Linked DNA regions of Mus musculus: all the other regions are linked to region 2. Evidence: chromatin contacts called from public HiCAR-type and HiChIP or PLAC-seq data. All regions are on one chromosome and are shown on one strand. Each heading gives the region's core, a stretch centred on a gene start, on an enhancer-like site or on the middle of the called end of the contact. The rest is flanking DNA. Distances are from core to core; before and after follow the strand shown. Region 1 overlaps Hivep3 (human immunodeficiency virus type I enhancer binding protein 3). Region 2 overlaps Hivep3 (human immunodeficiency virus type I enhancer binding protein 3). Region 3 overlaps Hivep3 (human immunodeficiency virus type I enhancer binding protein 3).

Evidence for each region. HiChIP or PLAC-seq counts read pairs in DNA pulled down with a chosen protein or histone mark. HiCAR-type assays count read pairs that join an accessible place to other places.
Region 1: a contact with region 2 is called in a CTCF HiChIP or PLAC-seq map of the NIH/3T3 cell line, with 8 read pairs. The contact joins two enhancer-like sites. A contact is called at or near these places in 1 of 39 promoter capture datasets (the C10 cell line), 2 of 15 datasets of contacts at CTCF or cohesin (CD8 T cells and the NIH/3T3 cell line), 4 of 484 Hi-C or Micro-C datasets (the C3H10T1/2 cell line, bone marrow-derived macrophages, embryonic fibroblasts and 1 more), 5 of 115 datasets of contacts at active chromatin or transcription factors (astrocytes, cardiomyocytes, embryonic stem cells and 1 more) and 3 of 9 other capture datasets (adipose tissue, embryonic stem cells and liver).
Region 3: a contact with region 2 is called in a HiCAR-type map of Th17 cells, with 14 times the contacts expected there. The contact joins two enhancer-like sites. A contact is called at or near these places in 1 of 39 promoter capture datasets (the C10 cell line), 3 of 15 datasets of contacts at CTCF or cohesin (CD8 T cells, the NIH/3T3 cell line and stem cell-derived epiblast-like cells), 63 of 484 Hi-C or Micro-C datasets (8-cell embryo, B cells, the C2C12 cell line and 46 more), 11 of 115 datasets of contacts at active chromatin or transcription factors (CD8 T cells, the NIH/3T3 cell line, SST interneurons and 7 more) and 3 of 9 other capture datasets (adipose tissue, embryonic stem cells and liver).

Annotation. Positions count from the first base shown.
Region 1 is chr4:120,079,384-120,083,774 of GRCm38.p6, reverse strand. All of the region lies in intron 3 of Hivep3 (human immunodeficiency virus type I enhancer binding protein 3), which reads right to left. Among named protein-coding and RNA genes, the nearest start is that of Gm36215, 6.8 kb to the right of the region's middle. Within about 2 kb of position 1,679, at least 20 of the 459 cell types and tissues checked have an H3K27ac peak or open chromatin away from gene starts, as enhancers often do. A contact at or near this core is called in the C3H10T1/2 cell line, the NIH/3T3 cell line and embryonic fibroblasts, where this site is marked.
Region 2 is chr4:119,931,286-119,935,542 of GRCm38.p6, reverse strand. The region is part of intron 1 of Hivep3 (human immunodeficiency virus type I enhancer binding protein 3); the gene reads right to left. Among named protein-coding and RNA genes, the nearest start is that of Gm38632, 100 kb to the left of the region's middle. Within about 2 kb of position 2,607, at least 107 of the 459 cell types and tissues checked have an H3K27ac peak or open chromatin away from gene starts, as enhancers often do. A contact at or near this core is called in the C3H10T1/2 cell line, the NIH/3T3 cell line, Th17 cells and 1 more, where this site is marked.
Region 3 is chr4:120,098,706-120,103,032 of GRCm38.p6, reverse strand. It overlaps Hivep3 (human immunodeficiency virus type I enhancer binding protein 3), which reads right to left. Exons shown (of 9, transcript NM_010657.3): 4 at 3,583-4,327. Among named protein-coding and RNA genes, the nearest start is that of Gm36215, 26 kb to the right of the region's middle. Within about 2 kb of position 1,607, at least 4 of the 459 cell types and tissues checked have an H3K27ac peak or open chromatin away from gene starts, as enhancers often do. A contact at or near this core is called in Th17 cells, where this site is marked.

The DNA of each region.
Region 1 (4,391 bases), core at 430-2,929, 150 kb before region 2:
CTAAAACCTGAGTACATTTCTTTAACTTGTAGAACATTTCTTAGGCTACATACTTTGCGCTTCTAGCCATTCTTCATCTTTACCCCATTGTCTGAGGGCTTACTTCTTGCTCTCCTCTTTGATTGATACTGAATTTTATTAGTTCTCAATTCCCCTTCACCACCACCAGAAAAAAACCAACTGATTTTCTTGGTTTTGACTTCCAGGTCACCTGGTCTTTACCCACGCCCATTGCGTCATACAGTTTACCTATTAACATTTTCTCAGGTGTCACATTTTTAAAATTTCCACAACTATTTCCTTTTCTCTCATCGTCCTATTTTCACAGAAACTGGCTCCTTTAAGTTAATAAAATAAACTTGGCTGGAGACACATGGCCAGTGGTTAATGGGCACTGTTCTTGAAGAGGATCTGAGTTTGATTCCCAGAACTCATACCAGACAAGTTTCCAGGGGCTCTGACTCCTCTGGCTCATGGCCTCCAAGGGCACCTGCAGTCACGTTCACAGACACAGACATAGATACAGACATATATACACCATTAGAAATAATAAAAATGGTTTAAAATGGAATAAATTATCATTATTGCTAAGCACACTAATTTGATTTATCTTAGGTGGCTCTAACCTGGGATGGGCCTTCACTGGTCTTTGCATCCTGGTCTTCTCTTTCATGTTATTGGTTCTCTGTTTGGTGGTCTTGGTTATGCATCAGGGACTGCACTAGAAAGTCAGTGCTTGCATGAGGTAAGGACTTGAGCTCCCATAAGGAGGAGTGGAGACAAGATAGAAATTTACTCCCGTCTAATGTGATGGTCAGAGTGCCAGAGGCCAGGGCTGGTCTGTCAGCTGAGGAGTGGTAAGAGCATAGTTAAGCCTTCTCTTTTGTCCCCAACACTGCATGGCTACCCGTTCCCACCACCATATCCACATCGTAGTGAGAGGCTTGAGAAGGGACTGCAGGTCTTTTCAGCTCACCCTAGCACAAGGTCACACCTCACTCCCCGGAAGGACAGGACCTGTGGTCTTTAGCTGGCTGGCCCTGGGGTCTGCTCAGATCTCTCACACCACAGAAAAGAGGGAGGATTCTGATGAAATCATCAACCACACTAGGCTTCCTGTAGTACTGGCTCTCTGCTTGACAGGTTACGCCTGAACGGGATGGGGAAGCCATGTCAGGGACATTTGTGAGAATGTGAAGCAAGTCTCCCAGTGAGGCCCACTTATGGGAAGTTTGGCAGCAAACATTCTATTGTCCAAGAATGTTTCTGTGGCCAGTGCGGTATGCTTCATGTGAGAGTGAGTGACCTATACACTCTCTGCCCCACACTATCTTCTGGAGTCGGCTAAACCCACCCCTAGCCTCTTAGAATGGCCTTGAGACTTAGCTCCATGGGATTTGGCTGTCTCTGCCTGAACAGCACATTATGGGAGGGGCCTAACCTCCCTTTCTGAAGTGGGGAGGGCATAGCAGCCAGTCCAACTCTTGCCTTTGTTGATGTTTGGCATGAACTATGGCTGGCATCTCTGGGATGGAAATCACTTAGATGTCTGGGTTCTGGGTTGTGATGCTTTTGGCTCTGGTTCTATTTACCCATCTCATGTGTATCCTATTTTCTTAAGACTTTGCATATTCATGGCCCATGGGGAGGCTCCCTATCTTGTTTTCAAAGCTATTGTGATGTCATTCTTTGGAAAATGCCTTCTCTACTTGTCATGATGACTCCTAGGGAGAAGCTGGAACTCCAGCAGTGAGGACACCAAAAGGAAAGAGGGTCTTCTACTGGAGAGGCATCATCTCAGAACCCTGAGGTGTCTACCTCGTGGCACAGCTGATGCTCCCACACCTGGGTCCCTGCTCTCCCAGGAGCCTGACATCAGAGTTCAGACTGATCAAGACACATGACACGCTGGTCTTCCCCTCTCTGTCTCAGGGATGGCCTTCGGAGGAGCCTATGAGTCAGGTTCCATCCTCTGCCAGCCACGGGAACTGAGAGTCAGTGTGCTGTCTACCAGGTGTAGTGGAGGGGAAGGGTTTCCATCCCAGGTTCCAGACCCATAAGTATAGTTCCTCCTGTTGTGGGGACCCCCCCCCATCATAAAGTTATTTCCATTGTTATTTCATGGCTAATTTTCTTACTCTTAAGAATCTTAAAGTCAATATTTTTGGAGACAGAGGTTCGCCAAAGCCTGAGAGCTGCTGCTCTGGAGGCTGTTCGAGGCATAACTGACTCCTCAGTTTAGGACTCTGTAAAGCTCATTTTAGGCAGGCCTAATTGCTGAGTCTCCAGGTCTCTTCCACAGGGCTGTATCTCTAACACCCCTCTCCGTTCCCTCCCTTTCTGTGTAAACTTCAGAATGTTCCCAGCATAAGCTGATGCTTCAGTTGGCTGTCATGTTCTTTGTCTCTCCGACAGAGTGGCAAACTCCTCAATATCCTTCATATCCCCCTGCTAGTTAATCTCCTACGTCAGTTTGGATAGGTCATGGTCCTGGATATTCATTAAACAGCATTCTAGAAGATTTTGTGAAGTTATTTTTCGGGTGAGAATAACATTTAAATCCAGACTTTGCATGAAGCAGAATACCTTTGATAACGTGGGTGGGCCTGATGAATCAATTGAAGTGACAGCTGGCAGACTACCCTATGCCCTGCAGGTCATGGGGAGCTGCCCCCCAGACCCTGTGCACTTACTGAATCTCAACTATAGGAGCCAAAGGACACCATCCTTACTGTCCCTCTTAGTGTCACTTTCTTTCCCCTGTTCCTCTTCTGGGACTGTCTGGAGGACCCTGTCTCCAGTGCCTGACACAGTGGATGCTATTACGATCTCAGGTACTTCTCCTTCCTTTGTCACAAGCTATAGTTTCTTGTACCCACCAGTCTCGTTGCCAATGTCAAGCTTGTTTTTGCTTATCTGTATTATAAGGCTGTGCACATGTGTGTCCCTGTCCTTTTAGTTCTGCTTCCCAGAGGACTCGGATGAACACGCTATTCCATCCTCACATTCTCCACCGAGCTTTCCTGACCTCCCGGAGTCTCTATTCTGTGAGCATGGTGCCCTCTCTCTTGTTACTCACAGGTGGAACCTTATTTGTTCAGATCTTTTCTCTCCGTGCACAGTGAGTTCTTTTAGCGTAGGGCAGGGCAGCTCATCTCATTCATGTGCCTTGCAGAAGCACAGATGGCGTCTATCAAAGGATGGGTGAATCTGGGAGAACAAGAAGGCTGAAGCTGGTACCTGACAGGGGCATGGGTTCCCAGGGTGGAGAGAGGGAGCTTCCATCTATCTTTTTAAAGGGGATGCTGTAGAGATGCCAAGGAGGGGCAAGAAGAGCGATTTCTAAAAACCAGCTGTGTGGAAGATGGTACAGGATGCTGACAGCAGGCAAGGAGTGGTACCTCAGGCCTCACACTGAGTGGCCTGGTGTCCCCAAGTGTAATATTGTAGAGGATTCCATGGGCCAAGGCACAGCCAGGACAGCTCCTTGACGCCCATGGGACTTCAGTTAATCTTAATAAATACTGAATTCCAACCTTATTTTTGGGTCAAGAACTCTCACTTCAGGCCCTGACCCAGATCTTTCTGTTTTGACAACTTTGGAGTTCTAAAAGCCCCTAGAGACAGGCCATGCCATCAGGAGCAGTTCTCAGTTTTCCTCCAACTTCTGCTCTGTCCTCATGGGGCAGGAGGCTGGAGTCCTGTATGGTTTTCTGAGGCTTTAAATACACACACACACACACACACACACACACACACACACACACACACACACACATCCTTTGGCCACCCAAGCCAAGTGATTTTGAAAATTCTACTCTGGCAAAGGCCATAGGCTGTGGGAGGATCCTGGGGCCAAAGATGTACACTGTGGGAATTCTCTGTGTTTCCCAATGCCCCAAGCACAGGCTGCTGGTTGCCCATTGCATTATGAACAGATGAATGAATGAATCTAAATGAGAATTCGATGGATCACAACATTAACCTGGTTTCTCTACTGTGACAGGCCCAAGACAAACCAGGAGAAAAAAAAATAGACAGCCTGTTGAAGAAGGTCTGGTGGTTTAAGAAAGATGGAGTGTACCTAACAACAAACTGCAGAGCAGCTAGGCCAGTAGCAAGGTGACTGGCTAGCTGATGGGCTGGCTAGCTGTTGGGTTGAGTAGCTGATTGGCTGGCTAGCTGATTGGTTAGCTAGCTGATGGGCTGGCTAGCTCATGGCTGGCTAGCTGATGGGCTGGCTAGCTGATGGGCTGGCTAGCTGATTAGTTAGCTAGCTGATTGGCTGGCTAGCTGATGGGCTGGCTAGCTGATGCCTGGCTAGCTGATGGGCTGGCTAGCTGATTGGTTAGCTAGCTGATGGGCTGGCTAGCTGATTGGTTAGCTAGCTG
Region 2 (4,257 bases), core at 1,358-3,857:
AAAGGAAACGGCGTCAGAGACCCAGAGTCATTTCGGACAAGCTACTCCCCACGTGGGCAGGAGCACCTCACCCTGGAGACGTAGAGAAGGTTTTAGATCACTGATCAAGTTCCTGAGGACCAGACAGAGACAGGCAGGTCAGAAGCAGAGGTTCATGATCCCAAAGGGACCCCCTGAGCGGACAAGGAGCTGGAGCTGTGCAAAGCCCTGGAGATAGGGAGAGACAGCGGCTGGGGCCTTGGTATGCATGGCCTATAGGTAGATCCTGGGACAGATCCATTTGCGAGGGAATGCAAAAGGCCAGGTAGGTGCTAAGAACCAGTGCCAGGGGACTGGGAGTCCCTAGACATGCCAGGAGGAAAGTTGGGGACCCATGACAGAACATGGAAACATAAGAGCTGAGCCAGGAGAAGACTGAGCCAGGAGTAGCTGGCAAGGCCCAGGCTGAATTGGAAATGCCATCTTCCTCTGGGGACATCTATGTCTGCCTTGATGTGACTTTGCCAAGAACTACGGTCTAGCCTACAAATTGGAACCAGCCCCTCATATCGCTGAAGCAGGGTCCTGTGGAGGCTCTGGGGGGGTGTTCTAAACCCACACAGTACTCGGGGTGCAGAGAGAAGTGAGGAGGGGCAGGAGGTGCACCTGACCCAGAGGCTGGCCTGATTCTCCCTGGGGCCCCATCTATAACCAGGTTAGACCATGGGCATGCAGTTAGGACTTGAGTAGGGAGGACCAGTGAGAGGCCAGGCAAAGATGGCAGATGGAGGATGACTTCTAAGACAAAAATGTGAATGTTCCTCCTGGAGGCCAGCAGGATAAACACGGGGAAAAAAGGATCCTGGCTGTCTACAGCCACACATGTGGGAATGGAGAGCAGGGATAGCAAAACTGGACAGTTTTAGTGGCCAGTTCCTACTTTCCTGTGCCCCATGCCCTGCTTCTCCCATGATGACTGTCTGTAAGGCCTTCGAAACAGAAAGGCTATGAATTAGGTGGGGCATTTCCTTCCATACATAGAGACCCAGGGAGAAAGAGGGAGTGTCCTGTGCATTCAGTGTATCAGGCTCTTCGTTGAGGGTCTCTTTCCAGTCATGTCAAATCAGAGCTTGGAATGGACTATGCTGTGCTAGATACTGGGCAGGAAAATGCTGGCAGGTGATTCCACCTATGCAAGGCACCTGGGAAGCTGAGTTCACAGGCATGAGCACACAGAACAGCGCTTGCGAGGGTTAGAGTTTCAGAGCCTGGAAAGATAAAAAGTTCTGAAGATGGTGGTGATGGCTGCATGACTGAGAGAGAGATAGAGAGATAGAGAGAGAGAGACAGAGAGAGAGAGACAGAGAGAGAGACAGAGAGAGACAGAGACAGAGAGAGACAGAGAGAGAGAGACAGAGACAGACAGAGAGACAGACAGAGAGACAGACAGAGACAGAGAGAGACACAGAGAGAGAGAGAGAGAGAGAGAGCGCACCAATGTGAATGTGTGTACATGAGTGTGGTTGTTTCTGCATACATGTATGTGTGAACGTATGTGTGCAAATGTGAATGCCTGTGTGTGTGAATGTATATGTGTAAGTGTGTATGTAAGTGACTGTGAACGTGTATGTGTGCATAGGTGTGAGTATGAGTGTGTGTGAATGTGCATAGATCACATGTCTGTCTGAGTGCATGTATATGTGAGTGTGTGTGAATGCATGTGTAAGTATATATGTATGTCAGTGTACATGTGAGTATGTGAATGCGTGTGTGTGTGTGTGTGTGTGTGTGTTTGTGTGTATGGAGTGTCTGTGGTATATCTGTATATGGTGCATGCCTGTGAGTATATGGGTGTGTGTGCCTTTGCACACACACAGAAGCTGCAGCAGGATGTCAGGCATCTCTATCAGCCTCTGCCTTTCTGCTTTAAGACAGGGTCTCTCCCTGAACTGGAAGTTTGCTCTCCGCCTTCAAATGGCTGGCCTACCACAGCATGAACAGCCATGCTCGGCTTTTGGAATGCTGAACTCAGAGCCTCACACTGGGCAGACCAAGCACAAGCACTCCTACCCACTGAACCATCCCTCTAGCTCCATGTGTGAATGTTTCTAATGTCTCCGAGTTAGCTTAAAATGGCTTATATGATCATTTCTACTTATGTTTTGTCACAAGTTAAGCACACAAGCTCAGAGGGGAGTTGAAGGCTGTTGAATGAACGAGTAAATGAGTGAATGAGTGAGCGAGTGAGCGAGCGAGAAAGTGAGTGAGGAGTTAAATAGGTTGACTGCAGAGCTTGGCGCCTGCTGGAAGATTTAGGGATTATGAAGCCAGGTCACAAGCCACAGCCTGGAGGCTGGGTGGCTCCAGGCTTCTGCTCCATCACTCACTCTTGGCAAGTCTGCAGTGTGATTCAGTGATGGTTTCCAAGCCTGACCACGCCCCCCCCCCAACCAAACTGCATCTGGGGCTTGCAGCTAACTCTGAACCAGGAGCTTCCCAAAGCCCTGACTAATTTTCTTGGGAGGCCAATATGGTAATTTTCTGGGAGACAAACATCGAGTCCTGCAGCAGAGGTTGCCACGGCTGGATCTTGGCTGGGCGTGGGTATGCGTCAGGAAGAGCAGCGAGAGGCCTGAGGAGAAGTCTGGCAGAAAAGGCTGTCCCACTCATCCCCAGAGTGAGCCACACGCTTCGGAAGTATCACGTTAAGGAGATGAATCACACACTGACTCAAGAGAGGGGGCGGCGGGGTTGTAAATCAGAGCAATGGCTTTTATTTGTCAGAAAGGTACAATAAATAACATCTCCTTGTGCCACTTAACAAAAGAGAGTAGGAGGGAGAAAGGCAGGCCATGCTAGCGGGAGGGCTGCAGAATTATGAAGGCAGGGGCAGCCTTGGGGCTTTTTCAGGACACTCCAGTTACTACACACACACACACACACACACACACCATTATTTTTTTTTCTTCCAAACATCCAGAGCCCTGGGCTGTAAGAAACGGCCAGAGCCATCCAGTACCAGTCACTAGGTGACTTCTGTTTTATGAGCACAGGATTCTCTTGCTGGCAACATCATAAATGGCGAGATTCTTCTTTACAGTGGAAGGAGCTCACTCAAAGCTCATAGAGGGCAGAGTTCTCTTGGGAAGAAAGGTGAATCCAAAACTGGTGTAAGTTATTGTCCTAGCTGTGGTCTGCGGGGTAAGTGGCTATCCCAGGGTAACAGAAATAAGGCCTTTTAAACGACGACAACGTGTGTTGGGGGTCGGGGGTAAGGCCATGGTCTATTGTTAGATTTAGAATCAGACTCCTTGGGGTTTCTGGGACTTGAAAGTAAAACACTGCCTTGCATTGCTGAGAACAGGCAGAGAAAGATGGGGATTCTGGGTCAGGCAGGGGCACACAGCACGTGACCCACTCAGGCCTTGTTGCTCTGGGCAACCGGAACCCTGGGAGGCAGCTCTGCTGCCAGAACAGCGTCTTTAGGGGAAGCCAAAAACCTGTTTCTCCTGCTAGTGATGCCCTGTGAGCCACTAGCCACCCATGGCTTTGAAAATGTAGCTGGCCACGTGTCCTTCTGAGGTCAAGTGCACAGTGGCTCTCAAGTACTTAGTAGGGAACAAAGAAAGTAAGCTTGGGTGAGTTTTCATATTGGCCACATAGGGAAGTGACACACACTTTAGGTATATTCTGTTAAAGAAAATGCAGTATTAAAATTAGGGTCACGTGGTTCCTTTTGCTCCTTTTAATGTGACTACCAGAACATTTACCATGGCTCTTGTTATATCTCCAATAGGCAATCCAAATGTGGGAGATAGCACCATACAGAGAGAGCAACCATTTCTGACCCAGAGTTCTGACATCCAGGCTGGTGGGAAGCTCACATGCATGCTCTGGGCACCTACCCAGGTTCGATAGAAACTTCCCAGACTGTAAGGAATACAACAATACGGACCAGTGCAATCCCACCTCTGCTGGGGCACCTGACTGACAAGTGTGTGGCCTGGAGTCAGGCCTCTCACATTTCCCTGTCTGCTCCACACCACTATGTATGTAGAAAATGCGTAGTATCCATCAGATACAACGCAGACAGACTCATAAATAGAGGGGCAAGTGTATCTGGTGTGTGTGTGTGTGTGTGTGTGTATGTATGTGTCTGAGTGTCTGTGTATGTGCCTGTGTGAGTGTGTGTGCCCGTGTTTCTGTATGTGTATATATGTTTCTGTGTGTGTGTGTGTGTATATATATATATATATGTATATATATATATACACATGC
Region 3 (4,327 bases), core at 358-2,857, 170 kb before region 2:
TTCCAATGCCAAATAGATCACTGGAGGCTGGGATACCCTTAGATAGACTACTACACCTTCTGGGGTTTGAAACTAAGAAAGCCTTAGGCCATTAAATTTTTTTTTTTATTTTTAATTGTGGTGTGTGTGTGTGTGTGTGTGTGTGTGTGTGTGTGTGTGTGTGTGTATGTACACATGTGCACAGAAAAGAACAGGACATCAGATCCCCTGGAGCTGGACTCACAGGTGATTGTGAGCCACTTCACGTGGGTGCTGGGGATCTAAACTCTGTAAGAAGAGTAACCACTCTTGACTAAAGAGCCACCTCTTCAGACCTGGCTTAGATCATCCTAAAGATCCATTCAGAAACTGATTTCTGTGACTCAGTGACCCCATAGAGGTCACTGAGGTCCCTTCCCAATGGGAGGGGAAATGGAAACTAAGTTCAGGTCTAGACAGCTGTGCTGGTGGAAGCCAAGCAGTTAGATTTCTAGGGCACACTCCACATTTCCACCATGGCCTGCAATCCACAGAGTTGCCAAGGGGTCCAACACAGGCAGGCACACAGAGTCTCCATTGCTATATGATGCCATTCTGGGGAGGCCAGAGGAGGTAGGATTGGGTGGCAACACAATTCCAGGAAACAGTGCCTAAATTGAGTGGGGTGGGGGCCTAGGATCCGTGGTAGCATTGAATAGTAATGTGGGTCATGTTAGCTAGGGCATATATATAGCTTCACTGGTCAACACTGTTGCCCACCCTCACAGCCTTGAGCTAAGTTAGCATCACTCCTCATTTTCAGATGAAGAAACCAAGGTACAGGGAAGTTAGGTGAATGGCCCATGGTCACACAGCTGAATATGTGAAATAGTGGGCCTCAAACCTGGGCAGTTCAGTCCTTGCTCCCATTGCAGGGCTATGGCTATTAGAGTGAGAGAAAATGGAAGAAAAAGTATAAGAAAAGAAATGACTGCAAGATGGATTGTGCAAGATGGATGGTTATGCAAGCATGGGTCTCTTCAGGATTTAAATGCAGATGACCAAACATAATGTGTTGTGGACCATACTAAAGATGACAGCTAAGCCATGTTTCCTAGTGCTTAGATAAATGACATTTATGTAATGGCTAAGGGAAGACACCAGCTACAAAGTGACAACTGTCAGTAGAGTGTGCAGAAGAGCTTAAACTGTAGCCAAGTATGGCTTGGGTGGTGCTGGGGCTGGCAGGGGGGTGAGCCTCCCATTACTGGAGACATGTAAGGAAGGGAATGGGGGTTGTAGAAAAGCCTCAGCTTAGAGACCATGCAGTTATATTAATGTGTGATATTTGTACACTTTGGGTAGGAACATTTAAACTCTAAGGAAATGTCTGTAGGTTTCAGCTCATTTTATGAAAGCAGCAGGATGAAAAAAATGACTGTTAAATTTAGAGATGAGAAACCAACACTTCTCTTGTCTTACATACTTCTGATACCACTCATCAGGGAATAGGACAGTTCAGACCTGTTTCAAAGGATTTTGGAGTGAGCTCTAGTTCTGAATCTGATCTTTGCCATTTACTGTGTGGCCTTGTGTAAGTTACTTAGCCTCTCTGAACTTTGATCTATTTACCTACTGTACCCTAGTTTCCCAGGGTGTTATGAAAACAAGAGTAAAGTTTAGCACAGTATCTGGCACACAGCAGGTGTGTTTCCAGTGTAACTATGCCAGCATCTTGGCAGCAGCCACAGTTTATGGCAGTAACACCAGAAGTGGAAATCCTGCTCAGAGATGTCTGATGTGGACTGACAAAGACATCAGAGAATAAATTTGGAAAGCAGTTTGTGAAGAATATCCAGCTGAGCCCAGTCACTTCTGATATGACTTTCACCTCATGATGAAAGCAGATTGTATAAGCATCTGGGAAGCTGCAGACACAGGTCTGCTCTCAGGTCTACAAAAGTAGTCTGGGTTCCAGTGTCTGTGTGGGATTTGGTCAAAGCACCAGTTTGTAACAGTTACATGTGGACATCATTAAATTTGTAATTATCTCTCAAAAGTTTCATTCCTCAACTAACAATGAAAGAGAGAGAGAGAGAGAATGGAGACAAACAAAAGGAAAGGAAAGAAAAAAGAAAAGAAGAAAGAAAAGAAAAAAAGAAAAGAAAAGAAATACTCTTTTTCATCCAGCTACGTCTGCTTAATTCAAATTCTGGAATTGCCAAATGTTTGCCCCAAGTCTTTGACCTCCTTCAGCCTCTGAGCCCAGGTTCCCTCATCTGTACAATGGATGAGGTGATGTCGCCTTACAAGGCGAGGTGAGAAGTGCTTAGGGTCCAGGGCCCAGCACAGGGCTTGGCAACCAAAAGACCACTGCTCACTCCAAAAATTCCAGGCATGGTTTGAATGTGAAAAGTCCCCATATAAACTGATGCTGTTTGGGAAGATTGTTCAAGAGAGTGTCTATAGTGATGACCTTAAGGATTTATAGCTGGGCTCTGCTCCTTATTCATTCTCTGCTTCCTGAATGTGGAGACAATACAACCAGCCAACTTCTTTATTTTTTTTTTCTTTTTTTTTCGGTTTTTCGAGACAGGGTTTCTCTGTATAGCCCTGGCTGTCCTGGAACTCACTTTGTAGACCAGGCTGGCCTGCCTCTGCCTCTCGAGTGCTGGGATTAAAGGTGTGCGCCACCATGCCCAGCAACCAGCCAACTTCTAAATGCCTCTTCTGCCTCTTCCATGGCTTCCTGGCCACTATGTATTGTATGCTTCTGAAGTTATAAGTCAAAATAAATTCTTTCCCTTAGGTTACTTTTGTTGGGATATTTTGTCACATTAGGCCAGCACAGGTCCTGGCCTGAAGCTTTAGGCTGGTCTTGCCTGTGTAAAAGTGTTGTCTTTTTTATGCAAATTGGAATTTCTGAGTTTCAAATCTGTTAAAATGATATGGGAAACTTTATTGCATAGCTCCTTAAGTAGCCCAGGTCAGAGGCAATGGAAGAATAAATATGAGTTGCATTGAAACCCTACTGCTAATCTATAGCACAGACATCTCAAATTGTGATATTGTCTCCTACACGTGGAGAGGTTTACTGCAGCCCAGTTCTATGCACCATCTTACAGGAAAGTATTCTTTTAGGAGTGAATTGTGTCAAATGTGGAAATGAGACAATTTTAAAGGATAGTAGAGACCCCCCCCCAGCAGATACAGAAAAAATTTAAAAAGCAGATTGAAACTAATAAGATGATGGAGAACCACATGGGAAAATGCTGGAATAAAGTTCTAAAATTGTCCAAAGCATCCCCACCAATTTCCCCAACTTTGTTCTTTAGAGAATCACTCTATATCTTCCTGAAACTGAACTTTTCAATTTTATAGTAGAAACTTCTGGAAAAGTAGCAGCATTTTGCTGATAGCGTTACTGCAACTATGTTAGGGACACAAGGGCAGAGAAGCTCAGTGAACATGTTTTCTTATGAGGTCAAGACTCCCAGAGAGAAAAACCTGCCTCTCACCTCAAGCTGGCTTTAATTCTACAAACTTAGCATGAAGACAATGTGGCTTTAAAAGCTCAACATAAGCTTTTGCATTACTTGGTGGCTAGAACAAGGCAGAACTTACCTCTGTCATGCGGGGCTTTCGGGAGTTGGATGGAACCAGCCTTCCTGCCTCAGGATGCGGAGCTGTGGCCATGGTATATGTCTCTTTGCTCACCTTCTGCTTAGATCGCAGGAGGGACAAAGCAGCTTTAGTGGAAACCCCTGGAAGGTTGGGGTTGTACAAACTTATGCACCAACCAGCGTAAACAGAGGACCTCCTATCTGCATGCTGGATGTGATTTGGCTTAATGTAGTTTAAATAGCACCAACTGACATTAGTGGTTGTGTGGAGGCTGGGGAACTGCAGTACCTTCTTTGAGTCCGTACCTTCTTGCAATTTGGCTGGTTTAGGGGAAGTATCTGACAGAGGCAGAGAACTAGGGGGTGCCAGGGGAGGGAGGTCAGTCTGTTCCTTTGGATCTTCTTTCTTTACACTCATTGGAGGCAGACCTCTTCGGTGAGCTTTGCTAGATGGTTGGGCATATTCCTTCAAAGCTTCTGAGCCTGGGGCTGTCCCATGGGACAATGTGGAATGAGAGAGGGGAGAAAGTTCTTTTGGGTCGGATACATCTGAAGACAAGCTGGACAGTGTTTCTGCCTCCCTCCTGCTCCGGCCCTGGCCACCCACATGGGGTTTCTCTGTCTTCTTCCTATCCTCTGTACTTGTCAGCACGACACTACAGGTACTCACAAGCTCCAGTTTTTCATCTGCCTTGGAAGCTTCTTCCTCCTTTACCCTTTTCTGCTGCTGGGTTTCCATGGTAAGT